Regions from separate parts of the Mus musculus genome. Here all the other regions are linked to region 1. A link is a contact called in public Hi-C and promoter capture Hi-C data. All regions are on one chromosome and are shown on one strand. The core of a region is the stretch at or near the end of the contact, and the rest is flanking DNA. Distances in the headings are between cores, read along the strand shown. Region 1 holds the start of Scel (sciellin). Region 2 overlaps Mycbp2 (MYC binding protein 2, E3 ubiquitin protein ligase). Region 3 overlaps Mycbp2 (MYC binding protein 2, E3 ubiquitin protein ligase). Region 4 overlaps Mycbp2 (MYC binding protein 2, E3 ubiquitin protein ligase).

The links. Promoter capture Hi-C pulls out the DNA fragments that hold promoters and counts their contacts. A called contact is a pair of places that touch in the nucleus more often than the background predicts.
Region 2: a contact with region 1 is called in a Hi-C map of bone marrow-derived macrophages, with 18 read pairs. The contact joins the enhancer-like site here to the promoter of Scel in region 1. A contact is called at or near these places in 12 of 39 promoter capture datasets (the 3T3-L1 cell line, 3T3-L1-derived adipocytes, the C10 cell line and 9 more), 1 of 484 Hi-C or Micro-C datasets (bone marrow-derived macrophages), 3 of 115 datasets of contacts at active chromatin or transcription factors (bone marrow-derived macrophages, effector CD8 T cells and embryonic forebrain) and 3 of 9 other capture datasets (adipose tissue, liver and macrophages).
Region 3: a promoter capture Hi-C map of pre-B cells shows a contact between it and region 1. The contact joins the enhancer-like site here to the promoter of Scel in region 1. A contact is called at or near these places in 9 of 39 promoter capture datasets (the C10 cell line, embryonic stem cells, hematopoietic stem and progenitor cells and 5 more), 2 of 484 Hi-C or Micro-C datasets (bone marrow-derived macrophages and embryonic stem cells), 1 of 115 datasets of contacts at active chromatin or transcription factors (embryonic basal ganglia) and 3 of 9 other capture datasets (adipose tissue, liver and macrophages).
Region 4: a Hi-C map of bone marrow-derived macrophages shows a contact between it and region 1, with 16 read pairs. The contact joins the enhancer-like site here to the promoter of Scel in region 1. A contact is called at or near these places in 8 of 39 promoter capture datasets (3T3-L1-derived adipocytes, the C10 cell line, embryonic stem cells and 4 more), 1 of 484 Hi-C or Micro-C datasets (bone marrow-derived macrophages), 1 of 115 datasets of contacts at active chromatin or transcription factors (embryonic basal ganglia) and 3 of 9 other capture datasets (adipose tissue, liver and macrophages).

Annotation. Positions count from the first base shown.
Region 1 is chr14:103,509,984-103,516,470 of GRCm38.p6, forward strand. Scel (sciellin) reads left to right here and starts at 3,358. Exons shown (of 31, transcript NM_022886.2): 1 at 3,358-3,485. It overlaps Gm34907 (a long non-coding RNA gene), which reads left to right. Exons shown (of 7, transcript XR_003951026.1): 7 at 1,758-2,636.
Region 2 is chr14:103,111,674-103,118,160 of GRCm38.p6, forward strand. It overlaps Mycbp2 (MYC binding protein 2, E3 ubiquitin protein ligase), which reads right to left. Exons shown (of 85, transcript NM_207215.2): 83 at 6,368-6,475; 84 at 5,382-5,547; 85 at 1,738-2,562. The coding sequence ends at 2,447. Among named protein-coding and RNA genes, the nearest start is that of Fbxl3, 15 kb to the left of the region's middle. Within about 2 kb of position 3,503, at least 45 of the 459 cell types and tissues checked have an H3K27ac peak or open chromatin away from gene starts, as enhancers often do. A contact at or near this core is called in bone marrow-derived macrophages, where this site is marked.
Region 3 is chr14:103,151,892-103,158,378 of GRCm38.p6, forward strand. Mycbp2 (MYC binding protein 2, E3 ubiquitin protein ligase) reads right to left here. Exons shown (of 85, transcript NM_207215.2): 58 at 3,233-4,876; 59 at 2,855-3,024; 60 at 2,035-2,279; 61 at 229-396. Among named protein-coding and RNA genes, the nearest start is that of Fbxl3, 56 kb to the left of the region's middle. Within about 2 kb of position 4,005, at least 25 of the 459 cell types and tissues checked have an H3K27ac peak or open chromatin away from gene starts, as enhancers often do. A contact at or near this core is called in bone marrow-derived macrophages and pre-B cells, where this site is marked.
Region 4 is chr14:103,182,798-103,189,284 of GRCm38.p6, forward strand. Mycbp2 (MYC binding protein 2, E3 ubiquitin protein ligase) reads right to left here. Exons shown (of 85, transcript NM_207215.2): 49 at 5,702-5,817; 50 at 2,787-2,884; 51 at 2,035-2,151. Among named protein-coding and RNA genes, the nearest start is that of Fbxl3, 87 kb to the left of the region's middle. Within about 2 kb of position 3,819, at least 14 of the 459 cell types and tissues checked have an H3K27ac peak or open chromatin away from gene starts, as enhancers often do. A contact at or near this core is called in bone marrow-derived macrophages, where this site is marked.

The DNA.
Region 1 (6,487 bases), core at 2,108-4,607:
GTACCTTGGACAGTTTTCTTTATGAGGCAAAACCCTATTTTTCTGGTACTGTATTTTATGAGGGACAAAGCCATATGTTTAAACATTCTGGAAGTTAGTTAGTTCTTGTCCATACAAGATAGTTTGTAACTGTTTATCCTCACAATTTTAACCAAGTTCTAACACTGACTATAACTTTATTTACTTTTTATTTTAAAAGCTTTTCTTTGTTTCTGAGTACCTCAACCTTGTACACAATGAAATATGATCATATCTACCCCCATTGTCCCTTTCAACCCTACTGCCATGTCCCCTTCCAATTTTTTCTATTTTCTCTTTCATTTTTTTGATAATATATTAAGTCCAGTTAGTGTTGCTCATAAGTGCATGGGTGTGAAACCATCTGTTGGAGCATGGAAAACCTATCAGCTTCCCCATTATTAATAAACAATGATTCTCCCTCCCCAGGAACTCTGTGGTGCCAATAACTCCTCAGTATCGAGTGAGGCCTGGACACCATCTACCCAATCTCTGCATGGATTTTTATTGGCTTGATCTTGTATAAGATGGGTCACATCCTGGAAATCAGTCTGGCAGTTCCTCAGAAAATTGGGCATAGTACTACCTGAGGACCCAGCTATACCACTCCTGGGCGTATACCCAGAAGATGCTCCAACATGTAATAAGGGCACATGCTCCACTATGTTCATAGCAGCCATATTTATAATAGCCAGAAGCTGGAAGCAACCCAGATGTTCCTCAACAGAGGAATGGATATAGAAAATGTGGTACATTTACATAATGGAGTACTATTCAGATATTAAAAACAATGACTTCATGAAATTCTTAGGCAAATGGATGGAATTTGAGAATATCATCCTGAGTGAGGTGACTCAGTCACAAAGGAACAAACATGGTATGTACTCACTGATAAGAGGATTTTAGTCCAAAAGTTCGGAATACTCAAGATTCAATTCACAGACGATATGAAGCCTAAGAAGAAGGAAGACCAAAGTGTGGATGCTTCAGTGCTTACTAGAAGGGTGAACAAAATACTCACAGGAGGAAATATGGAGACAAAGTGTGGAGTAGAGACTGAAAGAAAGGCCATCCAGTGACTGCCCCACCTGGGGATCCATCCCATATACAGCCACCAAACCTAGACATTAGGGTGTATGCCAAGAAGTGCTTGCTGACAGGAGCCTGATATAGCTGTCTCCCAAGAGGTTCTGCCAGAGCCTGACAAATAGAGAGAAGGAAGCTTGCAGCCAACCATTGTACTGAGCTCAGGGTTCCCCGATGGAGGAGTTGGAGAAGGGTCTGAAGGAGCTGAGGGGGTTTGCAGCCCCATGGAGGGAGCAACAGTGTCAACAGGTCAGACCCCCCAGCTCCCAGGGACTGGACCACCAACCAAACAATACACATGGATTGACCCATGGCACTGGCCACATATGTGGCAGAAGATGGCCTTGTTGGTCAGTGAGGGGAGAGGCCCTCGGGCCTGAGGGTATTTGATGCCCCAGTGTAGGGGAAATGCCAGGAGGAGAGAATGGGAGTGGGTAGGTGGGGGAGCACCCTCATAGAGGCTAGAGGAGGGGGCATAGCATAGGGAGATTCTAAAGGGGAGACCTGGAAAGGGAAAAAGATTTAAAAATGTAAATAAGGAAAATATCCACAAAAAAAATGGGTCACATCTTCTTTTCAAACTTTCACATGGATATTAATAATATCTAACCTTACTATAACACCCTGACAAAGATTTAAATTTTATTTTAAAGATATTTTAGGGACTAAGGAGATGAGTAAATAGATCACTTGCAGTACCAGTATGAAGACCTGAGTTCAGGTCCACAGAACCCACATAAAGGTGAGTACAGTGGGGGTGTACCTTGTGCCTCAGCCCTGTGGTAGTGGAGGCAATGACACATGGGTCCTTGGGGGCTCTTGGTTGCCCAGAATGAGATCTGATGCAAGAAACCCATCTCACAAAATAAGGTAGAGAACAACTGAGAAAGACACCTGAGGTTAACTTCTAGCATATGAGATGTGTACACAGATGCATGTGCACCTATGTGCATGTGTGCAAACAGACACACACACAAGCAAAATCATGTATACATATATTCTGTACATCATGAGTCAGGACTATATGTTTCACTGTGAAAACAGTCTTTGCTTTAGAATTTCCAACCCCTCAGCCTAGAACTGAGAAATGAACATCCAGGAGATCTCCAGCTTCAATCCATCCTGCAGTTGCCTGGCCCCCTCCCGTGGATGTTTCTCCTTCTTGTTATTCTTGTCATACACACAGCCAAGCCTGACACAGTTTTTAGGAGCCATCTTAAGGAGGTTAATTATTGGTGTGCTGATGAATTGAGATGACCCAGGAAACAGATGATCCAGTCCCCTTGAGCAAAGCTCCCGAAAGCTAAGCTCCCTTAAATCCTTCTTGCTGTTGTGAAAGGTTCACTTCAGAGCCTGTTAGAGAGGAGCCCCCACAGACACCCCCACTGTACTCACCAGGATGTCCTTCTGTGTTCTTTCTTCACAGCAGCAGAAGGAGCTTCGATGCAGGAATCTATGCCACCATCAGCTGGAAAAGAAGCTTCAACTATTCTTACCACATTAAACGTTAATTAAAATTCTATTGAATCATTGGTGCGCGTGTGTTTGGATATGCATGTTGGGGTCTGCGCGTGGTCAGAGACAACCTGCAGGAATCAGTTTGCTCTCTCTACCATGTGGGTCTCAAAGATTAAAGTCAGATCAACAAGCTTGGCCACAAGAGCCTTTACCACGGAGCGGTTCTGCTGACCATCTTTAAAATGTTTTTTTAAATATTGTGAAATAATTTAAGGGTTAAGATTCTTACATTTGGGGTGTGCTATTCCTTTGATGTCTGTATAAAAATGTTCGGAATGTGGACTTTCTATAATGGATTCTGCCTACATCTTCTGGTCCCAGAGTTCATGTAAATGTTCCTTTCCCAACTGGGCAGTCTGCTCCTGGTACACATGTCTGTGACTTCACACCCCAAGTAGTAGATGGAGGGAGAGAGAGAAGGAGGGGGGTGGGTGGGAGGGAAGAGAGATTCCCAGTTCTGCTTCTCCAGCTCTGCTTTGCTTTTTAAAAGGCTCATTTACAAGTGGTTGACTGGGCTGCCTGCTTGCCAGTATTGTGCGTTGATCAGTTGAAAGAGCGATAAGGAACATTTCAAATAACCACGAGTTATTTGAAGAACTTCCCCACAGAGACAGCCGTCCTGTGAATGAGACTGTTTTTGTTGAGCTGGTATTTGTACAGGGTGACACCCTCTTTCACACGGCCTGCCTCCTCCCTGCGTGACTCAGTGTTGAGAGAGAAGCCTCTAAGCTGTTCATTAACAGGCGAGCGGAGGTGGGAAGTGCACCCAGGAAGCGCCAGGTGCACATTTGTTTCAGCCGGATCCACTTGGGGAATCACTGCGGGCCAGTTAGCCAAGAGTCCCGGGTTCCTGCGCAAGAAAGGTGAGTTGAATTCTGCTTGCAGAGACGAATACAGCTGCTTTGTGGTTTGTGCAAACTTTTCTGTTGCCCCTCCAAATGATTCAGATCAGGGCTGTCTGTGTCTTCTTTGACTTGTTTCTAAATTGACAGCCTATGATGAGTAGCCTGTGTGCCAATAGCTCTACACTTCTAGTTTCCACGGTCTTTAACTTGGCCATTGTACACATCACGGCATTACAGATACGAAGAGCTCTTTGCGTTTCCCACTGGAGCTGGTGTCCTGGAATCCTACTTCTCATAGAAATAATAAAGCTTTTAAATCAAGGACTCGGCACTCACGGGTTTGTTTTCTCCAGTGACTATAAAACTGTTTCATAAAAAGAGAGCTTTCTGTTTTTCATAAGTGATGCTTCTAGTGAAATATTAAACTTTATTGGTTTTACAAATAGCGTAATATCTTTTTTCTCAAGTGTGACAAAAACTGCAAACCCATTCAACCTTAATATCTCCAAATAAGAAAATCCCCCTTGCTTACATAAGAGATTCATGGGATGGAGTAAGGAGGGGGCGACGTGGAGATGTGTGATTCTTCATGGGGGTTGTGGGCACATGACCAATTTTGCTATATTATGTTTTGAATTAGCTGGAGACTGGCTTAAGGTAGACAGAAGTAATTTCAACTTCTCTGCCCTTCTTACTCCTGAAAAGTCAGCTGGCTTGTCTGACTTTTTTTTTTAGATCATTTATGTTTATGATATACAGCAGAAATCAGACATAGCTTGTTAGCAACTCTTTCCTCCTGAAGACCTGGCTCTATTGAAGAACTGGGTGTTTCGTTGCTTCCTATGACTGACCAAGTTACCCAAAATCTTAGAATAGCTGAGATGTGTCAGTGCTCAAGTCCCAAAGATTTACAGAAGAGCTTGATTCCTTTGTTTTCCAACAAGAATAGTCAACAGAATGCCCAAGGACAGCATGAGTGGGCTACAGTTTTATTTTCATGAAATTGAAAACTGGCTTTCACTTCTGTAGCTGATGAGACAGATATGGCTTTTCTGATAAAGGCTACGCTCTAGTATTTAAAGTGTTGGGGGAAAAAAAAACTAAGCAGTTAAGAGTTTACAAAGACCGTTGGATGATTTTAAATGTCAAGATATACAGAGACTACATGGAAACAATTCAGAATTGTATAGAAATTTAGGTGCATGTAAGTCTTAGCAACCTACTGGTATAATTTTTCAACTGAAAGGGGTGTGAGTATGTGTATGTGTGTTTTGTGTGTGTGTGTGTGGGGGGGGGTGAACGAGTATGGGTGTGTGTATTCCATAGCATGCATGTGGCGATCAGAGGACAATTTTCAGGAACCTGCCACCATATTGAGGTAGCATCTCTCTTTTGTTTCTGGTGTGTGGTGTTTTCCAGTCTGGCCCCTGAGCTTGTAGCTGATTGTCCAGTCTCTTCCTCCCATCTTACTGCAGGGATGCCGAGATTACAAATATACGCTACCGCATTTGGCTTTTTTACTTGGTTTTCAAAGCAGGTCTCTTGGCTCTACCCTTTGAATATTCTAGATGAGGAAGACAAGGAATAAGAATTAGGCAACCTTCCAGGCCCAGAGTGGCAGAACCAGAACATGAAGTAAGATCTCCACCATTTGTCTTATTAGATTTTCTCAATGAGTTTCCAGAGTTCTTTCATGTAACAAGCAGCAGCAGAATGAACTAAATTGTATCTTTATATAAGGACTCTATGTAGTGACACAGAAGCAAGAGTGTCCTTGCCAGCAGTAAAGGACAGAATAGAATGTATGTGGTGTGCATTTGGCATAGAAAGGCATTTTTGATTAGTGGCTTTTGGACTTGGTCTTTCTATTTCCTATATTTGTAGGGTTAATTAGTAAGAGCCACCGGCCCCTTGGTGTGAACTTGTGTGGTACACATGTAAAGGCTGTGGTCGGGTCCCTGCAATCAGCATCGTCTTCTCTTCAGCTGCCATTCCCTAGGTTCTGTTTACTGGGCTGCCTTCCCTGACTTGAGTCAGAATGCTGATGGCTGTTCTGGAGGGTTCCATTCCTGGGAACTTTGTAAGCCAAACAGAAGTGTGCTTTAAATGATTGAGTTCACACTGTGGAATTAACTGCGTATGGTCCGCCAGACGGTCACCGCAAGGGAACGTGATTTCACATACTGTCTGGTGTGCTGGAGGCATGAACTCCAAGCATTCCTTAAGAGCAAGGAGATAAAATCCGCAGCCCAGCAGTCTAGGAGAAATCGCAGTTGTTTCCACACAGCTTTCTTCCTGCCATTCCTCTGCTTCTCAGCCATTTGTGCATCTTTTTCTGTTTTCTCATCTTAAGAACTTTGAAAGAATAAACGTTGTTACATATTGGTTTCCATACAGCTACCTGGAGCTGCCGGTGCTCCCTGTTTGACATGGTGCACAGCTATCACCATTTTCTCTCCGTCAGGTGCATGCTTTGCAGATGATAGCTTCGTTTATTTCACTTGTGTTTTTTTTTTTTTTTTGTCAGTTGCCAAATTCTTTGAAGATATGGATCTCTTATTGTGGTCATTAATTAGAACAGGGAATCTTATAGCGTCATGTTAAATGCCAATGGGTTTACATCTAGACAAGAAAACGTATAGTCCCAACTACTCACTGTAACTATAATACACGAGAACTCTAAAAATCTAAATAACAGATCCTAAATTATCTCTAAACCCAAGGCTCTTGGCTCTAAAATGATGTTAGTAAATCTCCCTTCTACAGATGTTCCCTTAGAAGACAATGAACTGCTTGTCCCAGGAGACTGTAGCAGGCTTCCAGAAAGTATGTAAGGATTACACGGCAAGCAGAGCGTGTCTCTGCATGAAAGACTAATTTCAGTTCAAAGATCTGCAGGAAACGACCCTCTCGTGCCTGCTCTCTCCCTGTTCGTCATTAGGGATGCTGTATACAGAAAGTTCCAGGGGGCTCTCTCCCTGATAGGCCTGACCTTGAATCAGTGAACTAGAAATGGCCCC
Region 2 (6,487 bases), core at 2,253-4,752, 400 kb before region 1:
GACAGACTTTGTTTAAATTTGGCTTTATCATGGGCTAATTTTCTCCATCTGTGGTGATTGAAAGTTTTGCTGGGTATAGTAGTGTAGGCTGGCACCTGTGGTCAGTAGAACTCTGTCCAGGCGCTTTTAACTTTTAGAGTCTCCACTGAGAAGTCGAACTCTGTTTCTTGAAATGTCATTTTTCAAAATATGGCTCCATGGCTTTAATTATGATCTCATAACCAAAAATAAATAATATAAGCCAGTAATGATCATTCATGAACTTTGAAGCTTTTGGCTTGGATATTTTTATGAAATTTATTAAAGAATTCTGTAAAATAGTTATTAGTTACCTGTGTTCAGAATTGATGTCACATATATACTCATAATTTTTATTAAAAGCTCATTTTTGGGGGACAGAATCTTATAGTTAATCCATTCATGACCTTGTATTTTCTCCTTCTCTACTTTGTTCCCAGAAAAAAATGACTCTCAGATTTCTTATATATGAATAAATGCTTAGTTTTATGACTTTGGCTCTGTTCCTAGACTAGCTTATATCTTAATTAATAATGCTTGTTTCATTGTAAGTCATGCCACATGCTGGTTACCTGGTCCTCAGGTTCACACAACTGTTTTCTCCTGTGTCTGGGGTGTGAATTCCTTTGTGCCTAACTTTATTCCCAGGATTCTCTCTCTCTGCCCTGGAACTTCCACCTCACTATTTCCTGCCTAAGGTAAAAGGCCAACATTTTATTGACAAGTAATGCTTCCCTAACAGTGCAAGAGATTCTCTGTACAGAATCTCATCTATCCCAGGATGGCTTCAAAACTGCTATGCAGCTTAGTATGCTCTCCTGCCTCCGCTTCCAGAGCGCTGTAGTAAAGTTGTGCACCACCGTGCCTTCTTCCTGGGGTGCTGTGGATGGAACTGAGGGACTTGTACAGGGTGGGCAGGCCCTATTTCTTCTCTTCTGGTGCTGTCCTTTCCCTTTCAACTGCTCCCACTCATGTTCTCATTTGTCTGCAGGTATGTGTAGGCTCAGGTGAACCTTTGTGCTCGTGGGGAGCTGAGACAACAAGGCAGAACTACCACACAGAGCTGCCTTTTCAAAGTGTGTTCTGGGGAACCAGACCTCTATCCTAAAGTGCACGGCAAGCACCTTACTGACTGAGCTGCTCCTGGCTCCCAATGCTGGTTTAAACTCCTCACAATTGATTAACAGAGATGAAGGCCATTAAATTTGTTAATAATTTATATGCTGGCAAACTGATTTCTGTATTTCCAACAATGAAAATATTTTAAAAAGTGGGTCAAATCTTTCCTCAGTATCATGAAATACACAAATCTAAAATTTATTAGTTTCACAAATGGAAAAAAAAATCTAACCATATGTCAGCAAAATAAAAAGGTAACAAATAAATGGAAAGCTGTGCCTACATATGTTGGGAGTCTGATGAAGTTAAAAACTAGTGCACTTATGTTGATAAATTATGCAAAAGGCAGAATTCTGGCCAAGACAGATGCACACTCATTTCCTAAGTGCCTACCTCTGCCTTTGGCATATGTGTCTCTGAGAAGACACAGCTTTGGATATTTATTTTCATGACTTTCTACCCAGTTAAGTTTAAGATCCCATCAGTGTGCTTTACTGATATTTTATTTTCCAAACCAGGAGAGCTATGAGCGTGTTATAAGTGGGTTTTAGGCTTCATAAGTTGTTTAAATTGTTTTTCAAAAAATACTTTACACAAATATTAGACTTTATCACTGTATAAAAATGTACAGTGGCTTTATTGACATGTACATTCCAATATGTTTACAGCTGCAAGATAATGAGGCACACTCAGTATTGCACTTCATTAAAATTTCAGGCTCAAACTTAACCTAGAAGTTTAAATGAAACTGCTTTTGTAATTTAGTAATTCTTATACAGGACAAACATTGATAGCTTTATATACAGTCTGATACTTATTACATTTATAGGCCTTACTAACACAATTTTTTTTTAAATAACAGTCTAGGAAAGAAACCAGAATCTTCCTTTTTTTATACCCACCCGTGATGCAATTGTACAGGATTACAAAAAGGCAGTATACAATAAACAGTGATTCTTTTTCTTCTTTTGCTTGAAAGCCAGCATCCTTCTCAGTCCATGAGCATGGAGATCCTTCTATATCAGTTATCTATAAATGTCCAGTGCGTCACAGGCCAGTGACGGGAATGGCCACATGCAAACACCTCACAAGTTTGATGTCTTGGTTCAAAGAAGATAAACCAAAATAAAGGGGAAACGTTCGTAGCAAGAATTATGTACACGGTATTTGGCATCATTCCTGCACTGTAAATGGTTCATTTTCGATGTAAAATGGTCCCGTTCTTATCCTGAGCAGAGCTTAAAGTTCACTGCATCCTCCCGGTGGATGAAGGTAACTATCCTCTCCATAGACAAAGGATCTGAAAGTTCTAAAACGTGTGAGCATTTCTGCACACGCCGCACCCGAGAGCAAACTCTTCCCCCGTGGGCGGATGAACAACGTGGAGTGGACACTCAGTTCCTTCTAGCTGCTTGCCTTTGGGACCTGTATACATTTTGAAGGAGGTTAAAAAAATGTAATTTTAAAATATGCACATAAATTTCATGTGAATAAAAATCAAGTTATTCAAAGAAATAACATGTCTATGAATTAACAAGCTAAAAACAATTTTCTTCTTAGTACAGATATGTTCCCCATGCAAGCTTCAGCATTATACACACATGTATGCATGTAACAGGAAGTAAAATGGCCCCCGACCATAACATCCTACCCAGGGGATCACTGAGCTAGAAAGTTTTAAGGAGCAATGATCAAAATCAGTCACAAAAATCTCTAACCTTAGTCTAGCAGAAAACTATTCTACATCAACAAATAGACAAACAAACCCAAACCAGATTTTTGTGGGGGATTTTTTTTAAAAGATTTATTTCAGGTATGTGGGTACCCTGTCTCTGTCTTCAGAAACACCGAAGAGGGCATCAGATCTCACTACAGATGGGTGTGAGCCACCATGTGGTTGCTGGGAATTGAACTCAGGACCTCTGGAAGAGCAGTCAGTGCTGACACTGAGCCATCTCTCCAGCCCATGGGGGGCGGTGTGTGTATTTTTTTTTACAAGTAAAATCAAACTTACTATAAATAAACCATGTTCACCTTTATCTACCTTCACTGAAGAGAAACTAATTGCACACTACCAAAATGGTAAGACTGACAATGCCATTTGTTAAGTATCTGAAGCAAAGTCCAGATGAGTTTAAAACATGAACATTACAATAACGTAACGGACTGTAGTCATCTGGAAACACTGTGGGAAAGACACAGGTTTGAAATCAAGAAGGCTTATACAAATGTCAAAGCAAAACCTGACCTTTTCTATCTAAATATCTAAATGATATGCTAGTAACGGCACAGTGTAGCTGTGTGATGCTCTTAACCAGCATTACCACAGACCCACCCTAACTTACTCTTGGGAGTGAAGTTGAGTAAGGACAAAGTCCTCCATGTAGCCCGACTCAGTCCCTCGCAGTGGAAGCCTTGGCCTGAGCTCTCATCTCAGCTTATGCCCCACAACTGTGTCCTTTAGCTCACTTACTTCTTTGCAAACTTCATCATTTTTAGAATTTTTATTTTAAGAAAATACAATTTCAATAACCAGTAAAAGTTGGGTTTTCCCTGATGACACTGCCTTTAAATTTTCTACTGCAAGTGGCTGTCCCCCAGGCTCCTCCCATGTCACAAGGCCTGACCCCAGGCTCCTCCCATGTCACAAGGCCTGTCCTGGCTCCTCCCATGTCATAAGGCCTGTCCCCCAGGCTCCTCCCATGTCATAAGGCCTGTCCTCCAGGCTCCTCCCATGTCATAAGGCCTGTCCTCTGGGCTCCTCCCATGTCATAAGGCCTGGAAGCATGATGGACTTTCTTTTGGTTCCTGTTTCTTTCCAGACTTTGATCTACAGCTTCTGCTGAGTGCTCTCCTTTCTCTCTGAGAAAGATCATCTCTGATTGTCTGTGGTCCTCACTGCATTCGCTGTTTTACGCCACTTCACTGCCATGGCTCTCATCTTTCTTGACAGTCAGCCTAACACCCTGCCTTTCCTCACTCCTCATCCTCACTGTCATGGCTCTCATCTTTCCTGACTCCCTAACACTCTGCCCTCTCAGAACAGTCTCCATTTGCTTCTTTCACAGTCTGCTACAAATTAATAAAGATCACAAACAAATGACAACATATTGCACATAAGTCAGAGTGTTGCAGGGTTATTTACCAGTCACCTGTTCATTCTCCTGGCTCTAAAATTTTGGCCCAATTCTCAACAGTGAATAGAAACTTGCCTTTTTTTTTTTTGCCTTTTTAAAAAAATCTATTTTTTGTCTATTTTATCTATATATTTTGTCTATTTAATCTATTTTTAGCCTTTTGCCCTTTTGTAGTCTCTTTGTTAGTGGGTATATAGCATGGTTAGGACTGCGGGTTGTGACTGAGGGTGAAGTTACTGCCCTGCTTGAGGGGACCTACCATCTGTATCCTAAGAAGCCATAGTGGGAGGGTGTGCTTCAGAGCTTCAGCAAAGCTACCATCACCATATGTGTGCGTGTATTTACAGTAACCACACTCAGCTCACATACAATTCTTCCTCCAATCTCATTTCTCTCTCCCAACCCATCACTTTTCCCCCCTATGATGCTAAGGTTCCTGACATCTGACATTCTTTTTTCAGACTCCTGGGTTTTGTGTTCATTTGTTTTCTTTGCCTGATCTCCAAGGACAGTGGTTTCCTCTGTATTTTTCGTGGATATTTTAGTTTTTTTAGCTTTCTGGTTCTAACTCTGCTGCCACTTCCTAGGTATTCTACCTCAAATCTTCTTCCTATTTTATGGAAATCTTCCTAAAGAGGAAAAAAAAAGACCCCAATAGCCCAAAACATCACAAGCTGGGCCTGATGGAGAGGCCTGTAATCCCATCCAGTCATACTCTGGGCAGAAGGACTGCAGGTTTGGGGCCTCTGCCTGGGCTACAGAGTGACTTTAGGCTAGCCTGGGCAATTTCCTGAGACCTTGTCATCAAGTAAAAACTACAAAGACTCTGTTCAGGGCTTGGTATTTGCTACTATATGCAAGGCACCACAGTTAAGTCATCTCCCTTCCCTGCCCCAAGAATTAAAACATAATCCTTTCCCATGATTCTGCCAAGAATTTAAGGATTTAAGACATTAAACATCACATGGCTTGCTTTTATTTGCTTCCTCTAATTTTTCTTGCTCTTGGATGTCCCAGTAGAGCTCCTAACACATGACCTCAACTTCTTACCTTATTCAGGAACCATAAACTGACCCTAGAAACAGAGCTCTCAGACTTAAACCCTACCTGCAGGACAGTGTGGGAGTTCTTCCTTAGGAATGCTGGTCATTCTCTGAAAGTCATCATGACAAGCATTACAGAAATGTGTTGTTCCGAAACAGAAGAAGACAGCCACCGAACAGCAGTAGCGACACTTGTATTCTAGAAAGTCTGTTCCATGTTTGGGACACATCTATATCAAAAGACGTGGGAAACACAAGGTTATAGTGAGCTATTTCAACAACACTTATGATAGCTGAAGACATGTATAGTAAATTTAAGAAGTGGATAGCTTGTTAATCAATACTATGAGAGCACATGTAGCTTTAAAAGCTGACTGAAAATGCAATGGCATAGGTTCAAAGATCAGTGAGTAAATGTGTGTTCCAAAAGATCTAACCAAAGCCTCAAGTTTAAGTTCGGTCTCCCACACAGTTTATCTGATTAATAAGAAACTACATTTCTTCATCAATGCTTTATTGGGCTAGAAAGCTGCCCAATAATATTTTACTCTCCACCAAGTCCATAGGTCCTGTGAACACTTCATTAAAGATGGGAAAGCCTAAAAGCTTGAGCACAGGGTTATAAATAAGTAAATGTTCCCATTGCTTAAATATAGTGCTCACTTCATGAAATGACAACTACACAATGAGAATATTAACAAGAAATAACATCATGAACACACTTGGAAACCCATGCCCAACCCTGAAGTGTGTCAGAAGAGACTACATGGGTGTCAGGGCAGGGATCGTGGAGATCAATCTTATTTTAAAGACAGAATTTTGACTAAAAAAGGTTTAATTTTACTATTTTAAACTGTGTGTAAGTGCTTGTATGTTAGTTCGGAGGCTGCCCAGCCCCCAGAGTTGGAGTTATGAAGGCTATGAGTTGCCTGCTGAGGGGCTGTGAACCCAACTCGGGTTCCCTGGAGGATAGTCAGTGGTGTCTCTCAGGCCCAGTGGCGGCTTCCTGGCGTGTCTAGCGTCTGGTGTGTCTGTCTAGCGTCTGCCTACCTGGGCCCTGGACACATCGGAACAGGCGCCGCAGATGAGCTCTCTGGGGTCGTAATCATCTCCTTGTCCAGCCTCAGCATCACAGCGAGCCTCACCACCAAAGTATGCCTGTGGAGAAAC
Region 3 (6,487 bases), core at 2,755-5,254, 360 kb before region 1:
CCTCAGTGTAATCTTTTATTGAACTGCTAGTTCATCTTTTCTCTCCCAGTGGTGTGCTGCCCATCAAGAACTCTCGTACATAGTTTCTCACACCTCTCCAACAGCTAGCACAGCTGACTCAGTGACCCTCCTGAGACAGAAAGCTGTATTAAGGAACTACAAGAACATGGTTTTATAGTTCAGCCTTTCTTCCAACAAACACTCGTCACTCCAAGACAGAACTTGTACCTTGGTGGCATAGACTTCATATTGCTCTCTGGCTCTTCAAATACATTGGGACTTGCATCAGGAGTTACTGATATGTATGGGGCAGGGACAGATGTAGAACGCAGATATCTCATTTCGTCCTGGAATAGGTTGTCGTCTTGATAGCCCACAAAATTTTCATGGTGGTGCCTGCATTAAATTAAACCCAACAACTTAAGAGTACAGTGGCAGTATAGATTCTCTTCATTTTAAATCTCCTTTGAAAAAGGCAAAGCAGTACATGAGAATATACAAATAAAAGTATTAAAATGATGGCAGAAACAGACCAGAAGAGATAAAAGTCTGATATGACTTTTTAGGTACCACAAACTGAGATCGAATGCATTTTCTTTTGTTTCAAGAATATCTCCACCTTCCAGTACTTGGTGAATGGTCCCACTGACTATCTGGGTGCTTAGGTGAGAATGACTGTGCTGGACAAGGCCTACACCTCACTCAGCACTAGTCATTCAGGTCTATGATACCAACCACACCTCCTTTTACACCGCTCTCTCTCCTCATTTTTCTACCATCACTGTCACAGTAAAGACTTGTATCATTCTTTTCTTGATGGATTGTTGAACTAGGTGTCACTTTTTTGGGTTGCATTCTATATCAGATTTGAAAAATTTGAAAAGCATAAATGTAAATCATTCCTTTGGTTAGGGTGTATCCATTCTATAGAGAGTTAAGAATTGAAGTTCCTTAATTATGTTATGCTGGCGAATTTTTCCTTCCATGTTTTATAATTTGACTCCTATTTTAATGCTACATGTCTATTTAGTGTGTGTGTGTGTGGTTACTAGTATATGCCAAGGAACATGAGGGCAGGTCAGAAGACAACTAGCGAAAGCTGCTGTACTCCTTCGACCCTGTGGACCCAGGAGATCAGACTCGGCTCCAGTTAGGTTTGGTGGTAAGCAATTTCATCCACTGAACCATCTCACCAGATTCACTCTTTTTCAAACTTGAAGACGACATTGTTAACCTAAATACACATAGTAGTCTAATTGAAACTCAAGATATTATATTTAGCATGCCTTATGCTTTCTTCCTGGTCTTGAATGTTTCACATTTTCCTTTTCTTTCCATTTTCTTATTTTAACAAGTACAAACATTATTAAAAGCCTCATAACTTTGCCATAAAAAAGGGGCAGTTTTCAGTGGAAGGACCTTCGATAATCAGGTGAGAGGCAACGGCAGACCGCTGGGAAGTGCTTCATTACTTGCCGAGGAAGACTCAAGCCCTGTCTCAGTTCTTTTAGCATCCTCTCCCACTTGCCTGTGAGTAAAGCCAGCATGGCACTGTGAAGGTGGTAATGATGCTCTCTCTTTCCACCACTGTTGAATAAACTCAGGGCTTTAATATTCCTTTCAGTGCCCTTGTTACTCAGCTGGTTTTTGTTTAAGGGTAAAAGGAACGAAAAAAGAAGACTTCTACAGGAAACATCAGTTTCTTTCCTCTTCAGCATTTTTGACTAATAGACTAAAGTCAACTAATAGAGAATAAAAAATGCAGGTCCTTCTTTTTACGATATGTTTTGTACTAATTGTATCAGGACAGACTGACAAAGTACCCACACCCAGTAGCATACAGCGTGCACCACACTCCCAGTCATGTCAGTCAGGGCAATGGACAGAGCACATTGCCAAGGTTTGCGTCCTGCTCACTATCTCTGACTAGTGTGGGTCTGAGAGCAAGGTCTGAACCACTTTATGGATGGTTCATTAATCATCAGAAGCCGTAAACCCAATGGGAATTAAAAATCAAAAACAAAGTCTTATTACCTAGCTAATGTCTGCAAGTAGAGACAAGGCATTTTTACAGGAAGGTCCTCAGAAACGCCTTCCTTCACGATGGGCAGCTGAGACTGGAATGGCTTTGCAGGGTGGTAACACAAGATGCTTGGCTCTGCAGCACTGCTCAGGGACAGCAGGAAGAGGGCGTTGGCTTTGATCACCTGGTGTGCTTCCATGGTGGGCAAGGCACGAGGCGTCTTTACTTGCATTGGCTTTCTTCTAGATTGTTTGACCTGGCCAAAAAAAAAAAAAAAAAAAAAAAAAAAAGAGAGAGACGTGACTCTTTCCTGTGTATATTTAAGAAGATCATTTTAACTTTTGTTGTTTCTACAAAAAAAAAAAAAAAAAAAAAAAAGAAGAAAAAGAAAAAATATTTTAAAACCATGATCATGATTACTAAAACAAACAACAACAAACCCATCAGTGGGGAGCTTGGGAAGAGTCATGTAGGGAAGGAAGCTTTAGCAGAGGTCTGACTTGGTGGCATTAGTGGGATGATCCTAACTTTCCATGAGTTCTATGGTAGGGTTGGGTCTTAAGGAAAACACAGGAGAGAAAGAGGAGGAAAGCGAACAGGACAGGAAGACAGTGAGCTGTTCATACATCTGTAGTGCCGGGGACAATGATAAAGACGACATCACAAACATCCGTCAACATACCATTTGTATCTATCTGTTACATTAGAAACAGGTTACTTATCTAATATTGAATTAGTATTTCATTTTCGTTATATAAGCTGAATTTTAGTATCACTTACATACAACTAATCCATATCATAAATAATATAGCCTGAATGTAGTAAAAATACCTTTTCCCTTGCAGCGGCCTGTTTTTCACGGAGGTATTTTTCTCTACAGCGATCGCATACGAGGTACCAAGTGCTTCCTCCCATTCCCCCATCACCACAGTTACCAGCCCATCCTCCACAAAAATGCCCAATGCTATTGTATCCTTGTCCACCAGCATATCGGCCACAACCTTGAAAAAAAATAAGACATACATTTAACATTTTGAATGTCTTTGATTTTTCACTAGTGATATTATATCAGCAACAGGTGCATCTTTTCAAAGTAAAATCCCGAGCAAGTACCTAACTGTTTAAAAGGTGTACATATGTGATATAGTTCAGAGGATGTAGCTTATCAGGACTAAAGCATATATATACACACACCACAAAATAGCTTACCTGGGTGAGCTTGTCTCATGTGATATGTCACTGGGTACGGATGGGATTCTCCACACAGCTCACAGATGGTATCTTTCTCTGGCCCTCCTACAGCCAGCTGGGCCATTTCACCAAACAAATTGCCCCTTGGCCGAATTTCTGTCTTTTCTTTTTTCTTTTTTTCCTTTTTTGTTTTTTTATTCTCTTTTTCACATTCTTTCTTTTTAAGGACTGCACAGGAACCAGGACTTGGAAAAATCATATTCTGGGAAGCAGCTTTGATTGTAGCCAAAGAGATATCTTCCCAGAAAGCCACTAAATGTTGTAATGTTAAAGGAAGTGGAGATTTCGACTTCATTGTGTGATGCATGGACATTTCAAAAGTGGCTTCCGATTTCCCGTCCTCACATTTTTCATGGAGAGGCGGTTCCTTAAGCATGGACAAGACCTTATTTTTGTTGATACTACCCATCTTGGATATATCTGGGCCATGAGGTGCAATGTTAAACATATTCAGAGCAGACGATATTTCCAATGAATGTCTATTTTTTAACTTGATTTCCTTTTCCTCTGTGGGTGGTTGGCTATTCAAACTACTTCTTATAGGAGCATGTTCTTTGGAAAGGTCAGGATTAAATTTCAGGAAGGAAGAACAAGCCATTGCATCATGTACTATGCCTTCATGCCACAAAAAAGAGGCAAAGACGGCTCTGGCACACTCAGCCACAGACGGGGACATGGCTTGCTTGGCTGGTTCTAAAGATTTGGTTCCATCTCCTTTGAAAAGGAAGTTAGACTTTTCTTTTTTGGGCCTGGTGTGTCTGTTAGCACACTTCCGACTTATTTTGGGTGATGCTCTCATTTCCTGTTCATCTTTCAGCGGTGCTTTGCCTATGCTGAAATGCACTTTATTTGAACCTTCATCCACACTCTTCAAGTCACCGCTGTCATCGCAGGTGCTGTCCGTGACACCATTTGTTTTTAAAGTACTTGAAGTACAGACTTCAACTACCTCACTGTGGAGGTTTTCCTGCACTACGTGGGGAGAAGGGGCTCTGTTTTCAGACCCTGGGGAGTCTTTAGGATCCTTTGGTACTGGTTTTGGTTTTGGTGATGTGGACCGCCCCCTTAATGGTTCTGTGAGGGGCATTTTCTTCTTACGGAGGGTATCTGGATCAAGTGTATATGAGTCTGACTTGGAACGTTCCCGAGGTGGGTCAAGTTTTGTCTTAGCAGGAGCTGTGCTTTTCTGAGGTAGATTTTTATCCTGTGGTGAGGAGGAGCGTGGAGAGCTTGCACCAGATGGGCTAGACCTGGGAGTCGGCAGAGGCTTGGGCTTAGGGGAGGATGACCTCGAGCCTGGTCCTGGGGATTCGGCCCTGAAGCCAGAAGACGTCCTCCCATCAGACTTCAGTGTCTGCAGAGTGTTATGGTTAGGGGACAGGGACCTACTATGGGAGTCTGACCTCAACTTTGCAGCATCAGATTTTAACATGAGGGATTCACTAGCAGATAAGCCTTCTGTCCCCCGTGGCTTCTTCTGGTCAGCAGGAGTCCGGCTCACATGCCCGTCGGGTTTAACTGACCTGCTGTGCTTAGAGGGCAGCTCTGACTTCCCTGATGTGGACACTGGTCTTGAAGATGTTGAGATAGTTCCTCTGTCACCTGCATGATCCATTTCACAGTGAACTTGTTAATAAAATGCAACATAAACACTAAAACAGAAAAGCTACAAAATTTACGCTACTTATCACATATACAAAACATGTTAAGAATAAAATGAAAATATTTTCCATAAAATTTCTACTCTATCATTACACATGCTACAACAATACATGTTTATATGAATAAACAGTATGTATTCACCCAAATGAGCTATTAGTGTTACATATATAAACCACAGCCCTTATGCAACTAATTAGAATTTAAATTCAGCAAGAGACAAGAAAGAGAATAACTACTTTAAAAATTAAATTTTGAAAAATATCCTCCATACAAAAATAATCAAGTTACGATATTCAGGAGAGTGAAACTTAGCATACTTAGGGTAACAGCATAGGTCTTGTTGAACAAAGAAACTCAATTGTATTCAATTGTAAAAAATAAATACAATTAGGTTAGTGAAGAGCTCTATACAGGAGACATCGTAGTTTAATGTCTTGATTACAATGAAATAATAAAGTATGGAAGTCCTAAAGCTGTTGTGTATTAGCATGTAAGCCAGTCACTCTCTCTGTTATATGAAAACAGTGCTCATCTTAAGATCTTAGTAGCTTAGCTGACATAAAACCATAGGATCTTCATCATGAGTACTACAAGTCTGAATTGGGCTCTTCATGCCTAGAGAATAACAGAAACAAACCACAACTACCAAAAAATCCAAAACCTCTTTCTAAGGCAAATCCCTAGATAATTCTACACAGATACCATTTGGTTTGGGTATCCCGGCCTTCCCTTAATTTCACTATTCTGCATATTATGGTTTCTTTGAAGCAATACAGTCAGGCTGTGTCCCTAGCTGGTGGTTCAGATTTACATTACTTTTCCTTCTTAAGCAAACAACCACAAAAGCACTCTTGCTTGTAGTGCAAGGACGGTTTTAGAAGAAGAGCAATCTGATGGAGCTATTCAAGTGTCATGAAAAAGCAAAGCAGCTAGCTACAAAGCTATGTGTTTAGAAAAGAGGTCCTAGGAAACAGAATTGGTTCCTGGTAATAAACACAGCCTCTTCTCTCTTTCCCCCCAAAAGGAGATGGGAGTAAGTGTAGGTGCTGCAGAGAAGTGCTCTGATTTGCCTGTGTATGAAGTCATACTGCAGTCACCTTTATGTGAGAGCAGTAAGTGTTACAGAATTTGTCATCCTTCTGGAAAATAATCCAGGTCCGGTTTGTGTCATTGACCCTTCAGCGATTCAGTCTTGGAATATGACATTTTGTTCAACCAGTTTGTTGGAAGAACAATATATACTCATTTTTCTTCCTCCTCTTTTCTTTTCTTTCCTTTCCTTTCCTTTCCTTTCCTTTCCTTTCCTTTTCTTTTCTTTTCTTTTCTTTTCTTTTCTTTCCTTTTGCTATCCAACACATTCAGATTTTCTGAGAATCCACTCTTTAATAGTCACAGCAAATGTGACAGCAATCATGTAAGATTAGAATCAAGATGAAAAATTCTGTAGTGAAATGAGAGGGCAAAATAAGCCCTTGGAGAGCACTGTGGTACAACAAACATTTACTTCAGCTACAACATTCCGATATGTAGCAAACAAATTTTAAATAGTTC
Region 4 (6,487 bases), core at 2,569-5,068, 330 kb before region 1:
CTCATTAAAAAAGAAAAAGAGATTAAATATGTAAGCTGTTGCATAAGAATAGATAAAGATAGCTTAATTTCATTTTGTGGTTAAAACTGTTTTACTTTGGGGTTATATTTCTCTTATGTGTTTTCAGAATGTAAATTAAAATCTAAATGCAAGGGAAAAAATAAGATAATCTAACAGCAAAATTAGCCATTTCTCAAGAGAACATGTTTTGTATCCAGGCTACTTGGCTGCACTGTAGGGAAATATTCCTTGGATGTTCCAAGGTTAAGGCAACCCAAGAACTATGTTTCAAAACAATTATAAAATTCATTTAAACTTTGTCTATGTTTAGAAAGCTGTATTTCTAAAGGTTCTGGTTACTATGTTTAACTGGTTTTATTATGCTCAAAGTACAATTTTCCCAGTTTTTACTGAAAAAGGAGGATAAATTAAATATGAAAACTTCAGTGAACATATCCTATAAATTTTTTTTCACAAGATTTCTCAAACTCTTGGAAGCATATGCCTTGAAACACAGGTGGTAATTGGCTTTCAACTTCAACCATGTAGAAAAGCTTCTCCAGCCTCCTACCATATCTTTCTAAATGATATCTCTTTCTAATAGGTTTGTATAGATAATTATGTTTATCTAAATTTTATTATAGGCTACTGTTGTCAGAAATCATGAGTAGAATTTTAGGAAACACTATTCATAGTAATTCTATGAAACTCGAGTTAGGAGTGGGTTATTTCTTTTGGAGTTATTGACAAGTGACTTAAAGACCTCCAAACATTATTAGGCTACTGCTACTGTGACCATCCAGAAACTGACAGTAAGACCATATTGCTGAAGAGATCACACATGTGCCTCATAGAACACAGAGATATCAAAGCCCGGAAGCTTCCTCATTGGTAGCTACCTCTCATAGTGTCTGAAGGTACTATGCACACTACCAGAGGAGGAGAGGAACCACCATCTTACCCCGCTGTAGCACAACTGTCTAGACCAGGAACCTGTGACTAGATAGGTCATAGGCCCTAGGAGAGAGTGCACCACTATTACCATACTAGATGGACACAGTATTAAACTGATGCCCAATTGGCCTATAGATGCGAGCGTATCTACCCAACCTCAGCAGCTGCTTTGTCTGTTTGTGTTTTGCTTTTCTGCAGATCGTGATGATTACCCACTTCTGTTCAAGATGCAGGGAAGAGACTGCTCAGTCTGAAGTGGGCCATCTACAGCACATTCCCATTCCCTCTGCCCAAGTCTCAAAAATCATTCAGGAAGAAGATAAGGAGGGACTGTACGGGCCACGGGTGGTAGATGATGACAAGACAGTGCAGCTGACACACAAGAACTGATGGTGGTTAAGAAAGCATTAACAAGACCCTCAAGAGTTCAAGTCAGACAAAATCCTAGCATGGAGAATGGTCCCACACCCCATCTAAGAAATTATTGGCAACTGGTAGTTTCTGGAAGAGGGAGAGTCAGTTGTCCTTAAGGGTACAGCCCCTGTTAGTGGAACACTTTCTAGTGAAGACCATTAAGAGTTTAGGGCCAGCACAGTTTGGACTCAGTGGGATGAAAGAACAAAAGAAGTGCCAGAGCGATGGTTCACTGGTGAAGAGCACTGGCTGCCCTTACACAGTCCCTGAGTCTCATTTCCAGCACCTATTTGGAGACTCAGAACCATCTGCAACTACAGTCCCAGTGGATCTGAGGCTGCTCCCTGACCTCCACGGGTGCACAGACATTCATGCAGGCAAAACACCCCCCACACAAAGTGACTAAGTAATAATAAAAAGCAGAAAGAAGACACAAAGTTGGGTAGGTTGGGAAGGGGAGATGTATTTGGGAGCAGTTGCTAGAGGAAATCAATATGACTAAAATACTTTGTAAGGAAAAAACCCCAAAGGGACTGGTAATAAGTTAGATAAAGAAGTTCCAAAACTGTTTAGAACCCAATAACATTAAAACATAGTTTCCTTGTTATTATGCAAATATCAAAAAGATTTTCTGTCCAAAATAAACTACTCATACTTATTAATTACCTCATCAATAAAAGTGATAGTTCCATTGACTCTCACTATTCCAATCTGTTCACTCTGAAGGGAAGGGTGGCTCCGGATGCGGAGACCAGCACTGTCCTTGGCCACAAATTTTCGAATCTGAGAAAAGAACAGATTTGACAGTGGCAGAGAAAGCACAGACTCAATACAGTTAAAAGAAGTACAATCTCAGCATGTCCTGACAGTCCTCTGGAGCTGGTTTCCTTAAAACAGCAGTGAAGGTAGACCTCTAAGTACGTGAGAATATTTGATATCAATGATTAATATATTTATGATTACCCACTTTAAGTAATGAAGATATATAACAAAAAATAAAAGGTGATTTTTTAGAAGGTCAAAATATAAATTACATTCTCATAGTTTTTAATAGTTTATTCAAATTCCTTTAGCTAGTTTTTAGATATAAGAAAATTAATGTTTCTTTTAATGAAACAATGTTTTAACCTTGAATTCTCACATGTAATTTCAGTAGACTTTCTGTTAATAGTATACTTTTAATATAAGCATGAACAGAACACTCAAAAACAATAAAAAATATATAGAAGCCAGAAAAGCAAAATTGTACAATTTGAGAGGAATAATTCTTATGAACTGCTCTTCAGACTGATTTAGGGATACTGGAAATTAAAATACTACAATAAATCAAGTAAAATATTAGATATTTGAGAGCTACTTTGAGGCATGAAAAATTTCAGTCTCTGACCAACTCCACTTTTGCTTTGTCCTCCACTGACCTTATTTGGCTGGGGGTCTGCCTTCGGCTTGACTAGCTGAGTCCCTGGGGGGATCATCCCCTTTGGTGGATCTTTGACTTTTACTTCAAGGCCAGCATCTGTAAGAAAAGTAGTGTAATTAACATTTGACTACTCAGGTAAAAGGATGGGAAATCTAGCCCATCATAGGCTATTTTACTTTTTATTTATGTATATGGTTTTTTCCACCATGTATGTCTGGTCACCCATTCATGCCTGAGGCCTGTAGAGGACTGGATCTGCAGGTGTAGCAAGCCAGCATGTAGGTGCTCAGACAGGAGAGCAAGCGTCCTGGAAGTGCATTCGGCACTCTTAATGGCTATGCTGTCTCTCCAGCCCCACATCATAGACTGTCTTGAACAATGAAGACAAATACCTGAATTTTACATTTTTTAAAAGAGGTGATTGATACTAAGTTGGAAAAATGGAAAAAAAATTTTAAATGAGGTCTTGAGATTCCCAAAGAGCACTTTATAGCATTTCCTGAAGTGTTTAATAGGAGCACATCGAGTGATCATGAACAAACTCAAAATAATAATAATGATAATAATAATGATGATAATAATAATAATAAGGCATGGCTTTCTGACACGTGCTATGACTAGCACAGAGACAGGTGAGAACACTATTCACCTCCCACCATGGAAGCTCTGTGACTGTTGGCATGAGGCCTGGATGGCAGTGTGATAACACAGTAGGTGAGAGACACGTCCTCATGCTGGACCACTCAGTGCTCGGAGACAGGAATGACAATACTAGCTACCTCACACTATGAGAGTTAAATGACATAAAATATCTGTGCAACAATGTACATGTATTAAGTATTCAATAACATTAGCTATTATTATTATTATTATCTGCCCTTGTCTGTGGCCAAGAAAGGTCCTAGATTGAAGACAGCTTGAAAAAGAGCAGAGTTAGGACAAAAAAAAAAAAAAATAGTAGAAGTGAGTAGGAAAGTAAAAGGATGACTGCACATATATGTGTGCCCATCTCAGCTTCAATACAGAACAGTATCTGCACTCACTGCTGTATCAGATTGAAGACTCTACTGAAGCCATTCCTAACACACACTGTCACACTACTTTTCATTTTTTCAAAGCAAGGATTACAATTCATTATGGTATTTTTGTTTTTCTTTTCTTTTTTATATTGAAAATAGATTCTTCTTTCATACAATACATCCCGACCACAGTTTCCCTTCTCCAACCCTCCTAGTTTCTCTCACTTCCCCCCTCCCCCTTAGCCATTTCCCGTTTCCTCTTCAGAAAAGTGCAGACCTCCAAAAACCAAGACAACCTAACAGGACAAACAAGAGACAAAGACAAAGCCCTCATATGGGGGCTGGACAGGGCAACCCAACAGAAGGCAAAGAGTCCCAAGAGCAGGCAACAGAATCAGAGACACAGCCAACCCACCGTTAGAGTCCCACTAACCCCAAGCTAACAGCCCTAACAAACTGCTTTGCTGCTTCCCTCCCCACTCCCCATTTTGCTCTCACTTTTGAAAATAAAGGAGCCAAAGATGGCAAACAAAGGCTATGACCTCAAGTCTCTCTGCCTTTCCAGTTTGTGTGCCAGATTCCACACGCCATCTACCTAAGGAGAAGAACTCTCTCTGAGTACCTCCTCTACACTGCCTATCAGGGCTCCTCTTGTTTCCCTTGCCTTTCTCGGCCACGTGCTGCCTTCATGGTCTCCTATCTAGGTCACAGCCTACTCTTCCTCATCCTAACATTAACGCTTGTAATCTCTGTATGAGGAAAAACGGGCAATTGCTTTTTCTTCTAGAATCTGGATGACCTCAATTAGTGTAATACTTTCCAGACCCATCATTTTTCCTGCTAAATTATTAATTTCATTCTTTACAACTGAGAAAAACCCTACTGTAGAACACACATTTTCATTGCCTATCAGTGGACATCCAGACTGCTCTGTCCCCTTGCTATCTGAATGATGCTGAAAGAAACGTGAAAGGACAAGCATCTGGGTGGCAGCAGTGCTTGGAAATTCCTGCTCAAGTCTGTATTTATATCTACTTAAAATCACTTATAAGTTATTATAAGGTTGCCTATTTAATCTCAGCAACACATAAGTCTTTAATGCTTGATAAAATTATCTTTTCTACAACCAAGTTTTGCTAAGCACTAAGTAAATGTGTGCTGACCTAAAGGTTTTAGCAATGTGGTAAAATGAAAGGCATTATAATTTATATATCTGATTGAATACTTATAACTTCTAAATATCAAAATGCAAATAACCTTTTTATTTCCAATGATAACATAAGTGGTTTACAGCACAACTTCCTAAAGGGTATTCTGATGTTATGTTACTATTATAGTCACCCTTTCACAACATCCATACATGACACTTTTCATTCTACTGTTATTCTTTTACATGGAAATTATACAATGAAGCATTAACACATTATAGAAAAATCAGTATTTTTTCCAAAACTAGTGAGAAATAAAATCTTTTAGTTAGCAATGTGTGCTAAGTAGCCACTCTCTGCCAGACCCCTATCTAAACCAGATCACCTGTCAAATAGATGGCGTCTGCTCCTACCAGGTGAGGATGGTAGGTACAGGTTGCTGTGGCAGGGTGGGTGGGGGTGGGGGCGTGGCATACACAGGATAACACAGAGATAAGGAGGGAATCATACCTCACTGACACACTAGGAAAGTGGGGGAGCTCATGACAGCCCCAATGAGTGATCACATAAATCATACTCAAATAATATCTATGCAATGTCCTAATGAATTGCTCACTATGAAGGAGAAAATGAAGCCACAAAGATGTTATGAAACCTATTTATATGTATGTCACAAGGGTAAACAATACAAGGATGATTTTAATTCTAGTTCTTTGCAGCAACTTCTTACTTAACACTCTATTTACCTATTTCAATGCCATCAATGGTCACATGAACAGTGTAGAGCCCGATAGCCCCTGGAGTCCAGTTTGCACAGTAGGTCCCATCGTTATTGACACGAATAAGCATATTTTCACTGGGCCTGAATTAAAAAGTGGATAGCAAAAAGTTTACTTTTGATTATGCAGTTACCGTCATTTACCACTTCAGTGACTGTGTCTGCATCAGCACACTGCCTGCAACCTTGTAGCTGTCACGGCATGTTCCTCAGCTCACACACACCTGAGTTTCACTCTTTCCCTATAGCCCCGTTACGTCTCCTTCACACTCTAAGCTCATCATGATTTCCCTTTTCCCTTCTGTGGAAATAGAAACAACTGGTTATAATCTCCATTAATAATCAGACTGGAAAACCAATTTTCTTTCCTTCATTCTCTCTCAGGTTACAGTGGAAGGAGCAATGCGGTTCTTATCTAAAGACAGGTTTTTCCCATGGGCATGTGGTCTCCTCAGCAGCATCACTTTCTCTCACACATCACTTATTTCTTTTACTCTACCAGGCTCTTTTATCACTATAAAGCACGTTACAATTTTAAACCTGAATTCTTCCTCCTTGGCAGTCTCTTAGCAGCGTCTCAGAGCTGATAGTGCTCCTTGCTGAAACACTGTCTACTTGGTTTCTGACCTTCTCTTGGCCTTCCTCTTCCTCACTACTCATCTTTCTCTAGTGCTGCTGGCTTCTCTTCTGATTCTCGTTCATTCATGGAATGACCAGGCTTTGATGTCCATCTTCATTCTCTGAATCATCTTTT